2 separate regions of the Mus musculus genome follow, and region 1 is linked to region 2. The links are chromatin contacts, called in public HiChIP or PLAC-seq maps. All regions are on one chromosome and are shown on one strand. Each heading gives the region's core, a stretch centred on a gene start, on an enhancer-like site or on the middle of the called end of the contact. The rest is flanking DNA. Distances are from core to core; before and after follow the strand shown. Region 1 overlaps Dgki (diacylglycerol kinase, iota). Region 2 holds the start of Ptn (pleiotrophin).

Evidence for each region. HiChIP or PLAC-seq counts read pairs in DNA pulled down with a chosen protein or histone mark.
Region 1: an H3K27ac HiChIP or PLAC-seq map of stem cell-derived neural progenitor cells shows a contact between it and region 2. The contact joins the enhancer-like site here to the promoter of Ptn in region 2. A contact is called at or near these places in 2 of 39 promoter capture datasets (the 3T3-L1 cell line and neural stem cells), 10 of 484 Hi-C or Micro-C datasets (the 3T3-L1 cell line, the C3H10T1/2 cell line, the N1E-115 cell line and 6 more), 8 of 115 datasets of contacts at active chromatin or transcription factors (craniofacial prominence, embryonic stem cells, neural progenitor cells and 4 more) and 2 of 9 other capture datasets (adipose tissue and liver).

The regions. Positions count from the first base shown.
Region 1 is chr6:36,857,064-36,859,774 of GRCm38.p6, forward strand. All of the region lies in intron 31 of Dgki (diacylglycerol kinase, iota), which reads right to left. Among named protein-coding and RNA genes, the nearest start is that of Gm52857, 45 kb to the right of the region's middle. Within about 2 kb of position 1,413, at least 62 of the 459 cell types and tissues checked have an H3K27ac peak or open chromatin away from gene starts, as enhancers often do. A contact at or near this core is called in cerebral cortex, embryonic stem cells, forebrain and 5 more, where this site is marked.
Region 2 is chr6:36,808,704-36,811,644 of GRCm38.p6, forward strand. Ptn (pleiotrophin) reads right to left here and starts at 1,476. Exons shown (of 5, transcript NM_008973.3): 1 at 1,191-1,476.

The DNA of each region.
Region 1 (2,711 bases), core at 163-2,662, 48 kb after region 2:
TTCATACTTGGTCACCAGTTGGTGATGTTATTTGGGGAGGCTTAGATGTTACATATTTGCTGGAGAAAGTGCATCACTGAGGGCAGACTGGAGGTTCACAAAGCCCCCTCCTCCTTCAGTTTGTTCTCTCTGCCTCATGTTTGCAGTTGAGGACATGAGTTCTCAGCACCATGCCCCAGCTGCCATGCCTGCCCAAGTGACGGCATTTCACTTCTATGATGGGCTCTAACCTAGAACTGTAAGCCCAATTACCCGTTCTTCTATAAGTTGCCTTGTCATGGTTTTCATCACAGCATTAGAAAAGTAACTGACAGAGAATCCTTCCAGCTCTGTCCCTTCTAGTTGGCTTTTGTTTTGTTTTGTTTTTTTGTTTGCTTGTTTGTTCTTTTCTTGTCTTTTGTTTTTAATCTCACAGCTATCCTGTACCAGAAGATAAGTGTGAAGTCTTTATTGAAGGACTAGGGTGAAATTCCTCTATGAGGGAGCACTGACTGCCCTTTCTTCATCAAGCCCCACCTATCCTTTCTGCATCTTAAGGTTCACAACTGCTCAAAATACCACTACCAGCTGGGGATCCACGTGCTCATACATGTGAAAAAATGCACGAGCCTGTGAAGAACACTATATATATTCAAGCCGTAATAGATACACACACACACACACACACACACACACACTACAGAAACTTTTAAAGTCCTGCTACTCTGCACTACATCTGTGAACTCTCACTCAGCCACCCCACATCCTGTTCACATGACTTTATCATCTGCAGTGTATATGCATTATATGTTGGCCTTTTATAGCACGCATTCTTTAATTTGCCTCCTACTGATGCATCCAAATCCCCTCTGCTCTTTCTTCCATTGCCCAACAGACTCCCTCCCAGGACCTCATTTCCCATGAGTCTCCTTGATGCTGCCAACAGACCATTCCAAATCCTCCGCTGCCACAGGACAAAGGCTGCACAGATGTGGAGGGAGCAGGCACTGGGAATGCTAACAGCACTGTCATCCTGTCTCAGCAGGATGCAAGTCCTTTCTCTCTGGGACCAGAAGCCAAAAAAAAAAAAAAAAAAAAAAAAAGGAGGGGGAGGGGAGGGTGGTTAAAAAAAACAAAAAACAGAAAAGAAAGACCGAAGTCAGAAAAGGAGAGAAGACAAAATATCCTATTGAAATAAAGAGGAAACCAGTGAGTGGGGTTTCTATCTGGGGAAACAGCAGGGGGCAGCAGGGTGGGCACATGGAGAATAAAAACAAAGGACTAGAATGCTGGGTAGTAAAGGAAGAAAAGCACACAAAAGTCCTGGAGGGATGAATTGGGGGAGGCAGCCAATAAAAATGATGGTTGAAAGGAGCTGAAAGGCAGGAACCACTGAGAGAGTCTCTGCTGGAATCCCTGGATCCACAGCCTCTTGCCCTGTCTCTGGAATTGTTCCCCCTCAGGCTCCTCCTTATTTGCTTTCAGGCCTTGAAATGCCTGGATTCCAGCTTTTGCTTTTTCAATAGTAGAAAGCAGTGTTTTGCATGTCAGAGAGAAGTCCAAAGGAAGATGCCTCCTATGGCTTTCTCAGAACACACCACACAGCCAGCCCACTCAGAGCTCAAGCTGAGGCCATCTTAAAGGAGCCTCTGAAGGACAGGGATTGCTGGTGCTTGAGATAACTCATCTCCCAGGGGTCTGGATCAGAAGGTGTCCTCCTAACTGCAGACCACACTCCTCTCCCTAAGCATCCAATGAAGGGACAAAGGAGAGTGGAGCCCGAAGCAGGAAGCATGCTGTGAGCTGAGGGCTAGCTCAAAGAAACACACAGAAGATGACGTAGGTACCTTGAAAGAGCCCAGCAGTTCCTCAGATCCATGGTCAGTAAAGGCTGGGTACAGTCAGAATGTGACAGGACAAGACAGTGAAGCCGTGCCTCCATCTTGGATTTTTGCTTAGCCTATTTCAGATTTAACTAGAATTTGATCTCCTTGATGGAGAATCCGTTGGAAAATTACCCAGCCAACTGCATTCTAGGACCTGAGACCACAACGCCCCACCTAACTTATCTTAGCCTCTGTTAAATTGCTTGCTTGTACAAACCTCCTGCTGCAGCTACTGAACAACATATTATGATATAGTTTTTGCCTTTAAAAGCCACTTGGTCTAAATGCTTGAGGTTACACTTAGATCCCAAATACCCTGGCTGGTTGGAATAAAGACTTCTCAATTGGCTCTTAACCGTGTCAAGTAATCATCTATGGTGGGCTCCTGGTAAAAGGGTCTTTGAAAAAAAAACTGTGGGATTTCTATTATCTGAAGCCATTGGAGCATCAAGCTGATACATGCATGGGCACAGGCATGTCAAGAGATTTTCTTTAGCATAAACATTTCTGTCATTTTCTTTTTTTTTTTTTTTTTTTTTTATTAGGGATTTAGCTCATTTACATTTCCAATGCTATACCAAAAGTCCCCCTTACCCACCCACCCCCACTCCCCTACCCACCCACTCCCCCCCTTTGGCCCTGGCGTTCCCCTGTACCGGGGCACACAAAGTCTGCGTGTCCAATGGGCCTCTCTTTCCAGTGATGGCCGACTAGGCCATCTTTTGATACATAGGCAGCTAGAGTCAAGAGCTCAGGGGTACTGGTTAGTTCATAATGTTGTTCCACCTATAGGGTTGAAGATCCCTTTAGCTCCTTGGGTACTTTCTCTAGCTCCTCCATTGGGAG
Region 2 (2,941 bases), core at 226-2,725:
ACACACACACACACACACACACACACACACACACACACACACACTTTTTAAACTATGCCTGGTAGTTTCAAGAGGAAAGATGCTGACCCACTAGAACTCTGTTACTTTGTTCTCCCCTGAAGTGTGCATTCCTTCTGTGAGGCACCCACTCTACTTCTGAAGTCTCGCTCTGCTCCTACAGCTCCAAAGTCCTTATTACTAAGGAGACAAGAACTAGTTAGCAATCTGTATGTGAGTTACATGTGTGCTCTTGTATTTATATGCCACATCAGATCCCATAGAAGTGTGTGTGTGTGTGTGTGTGTGTGCGTGTGTGTGTGCATGTGTGTGTGCGCATGCACACACACATATTTTAGAAGAGAGGAAAGGTTATGTTTTATGCACAAAAGAAGTGACTTTTCTTCTCAAAATATATTATGGAAACAACTGGAATATCACCTCAGAAATTCCGGGTGTCTGCCAAACTCGTCTTTACCACAACCCTGGCTTATTTGGATACAACTGAAAACGTAAGTGCTTCTATGCCAGTTGGCATCCCAACCAAGCAAAGGTAGACTCCAAAGTGTGCCTTTGAAACTTTGGACTGAACTGTTTCTAGAAGCGTTTCTGGGCTCGTGGGCAGGCTAGGGAGTGCAGGCTGCTCTGGCGGAGATGTTTCTCCATCAGCAGACACAGGAGGGGCAGGCTGCCAGGCATGTACCACACCTAGAGCGGGCAGCAATTGGCAGTTGGCAAGCTCTAGGGCAACCTGAGAAGTGGAGGTAGGAAATGAGACCTGTCTACTGATACACCCTTTCTTCTCTCTCATGCCTACTGGGCCAGACACACCCACCAAAGCTCCAGGTTTTACAAAGAGCACAAATGTGCCCTCTCCCGCGCTTTGCATGCTCTGGCAGGTAGCAGGAATTCGGTCCCCATGCACTCTCCACAGCCCAAAAGCTGCTTTCCTTCTTCCCATCCAAGCACATGCTAGGTTACTTAGCTCATTCCCCCCAAAATTTCCTTTCGGCTGTTTTGCCTTCTGGAGCAAGTCCGTTTTTAAAAGCAGTCCTATTTAGCGGACTCCAGGCAGCCTCTCTCCTGCTCCAACCCCCTCCACGTACTGCAGGCTACCAGAAAAGTGGCTTTGGGGGGTAGGCACACTGCACCAGAGACCCTTTGGAGAAAACCACAGGGTATCTTGCACTTACTTTGGCTTGCAGAGGTCCTCGCTGACTAGCTGGCTGCCTTTGTTGCAAAGTGCGGGCGAGGTTTCTGCAGACTCCAGGTATCGCTGGCTGATGCTCCTGCCTGGGCGGCTGCGCTCTGCTCTCCCCCCTTCTGGATGGATGACTCAGTGCTTTCTTTCTTCCCCTCTCTCCACTTTGGGTTTTCTTGTGCTCTGGGGCTTCCTTGGCGGGATATTTGGACGGGTAGGCGGGGAACCTGATCCTGCCTTCACTCAACTACACCCTGCCGGGGAGGGAAATAGAGAATGGGAGGGACGAGAGAGGGCAGAGAGAAGAAGCAGGCTGTGCGAGGGAGGAGGGGAGTGCTTTGCCCCCGAAATCTGATTGGGAAGCTTATGAAAAGCAGGCTACTCTGGGGGCAGTCTTTCCCCAAACGGATCTGTGTAGAAAGACCATGGGTTATAAGACCGTTTGTTCTTAGCACCCACCCAGCACCATATTTTTTGTACAAACTCCCAAGAACCATGTTTTTCTCCCCCTCCCATGGGTCCATAGCTCGGCTTATCAAGCTGGATATCTTAATTGGAAAATTGACAGCATTTTAAACTACAGTTTTGGTACAGCTTTAAACACACACACACACACACACACACACACACACACACACACACACACACACACACACACGATATTCTATTCGAGATTGGGGGAGCCATGTGCAAAGGCAGCTGTCCCTTGCTCTCCGCCCCTAAAGGCCTCCCTGCAGGGAGTCCCTGCTAACTTCAGCTGACAGTTGCAGCTCACCTCCAGTCACAAAGCTGCAAAGCAGTTTTTTCTGGGTTGTCACTAGGAGTGACAGATCTCTGAAATTTCCCAATTAAATGTCACTTTCCTTTAGGGAATTTTTCCATTCTTGGCTTCTTCGATGCCTTCGGGTCACATATTTTGTGGCATGCTCTTGGCAAAGAACACAGGGGGGTAATCAGTGTGGCTCAAGCTCTGGGGTTTGTAAGAATTAGAGTGGGCTTCCTGGCTTCCTGAGACCTTCCTCTCCTTTAACCAAGGAGAGCAAAGTGACAGTTTTGAGTCACACATAGAAACTGACCAGAAAAGATGGAGTAAAACCCCAATTTGCCCAAACACGGTCAAATTATAAAACTGGCTCCAATTTCTCACCAAAGATACATCTCTTCAACTCAACTTACAGATCCTATGGATTCCGTAGGGTGTTTTAAGCCCTCACATCTTAAGACCACTCCTTTCCTAAAATTACAGCCATTGGTTATGGCAAGTGGTTTTAAGGACTAGGAGTCTTCTATTGGCTGTTACCTGTACCAATGTCCAAGAGTAATCGAGGGACAAAGGTGACCCTGCAGGAGTAGAGCTTTTAGTCCACTAATCTTCGTTTCTGCCCCTCCCCCCACCCCGCCCTCCAACGAAAAAATGGACAGAAATTCACATTTACACCTGATCTGTATTCTTTACAGTCTCTTCTGCTAAACCACCTTTCCACACACAAATTGCACATGCCTTCCTCAAGACCAACTCCCAGGCTATGCACATCCCTGTTTGAAAGTTCATCTTTGCCATGAAACAGTCCATGTGAGTGTTCATCTGGTGTCACCTGTGTACATCATGAACTACTCATAAGCTTTCTTTACTGTGAGAAAAGTTCACCATTTCCTACAGTTCCACAGTGAGCTAAGAAGATGACAGAAAGACTTTCCTTTTTGCCCCTTAATTTTATCTTCATCTTTAGCATATTCCTACTG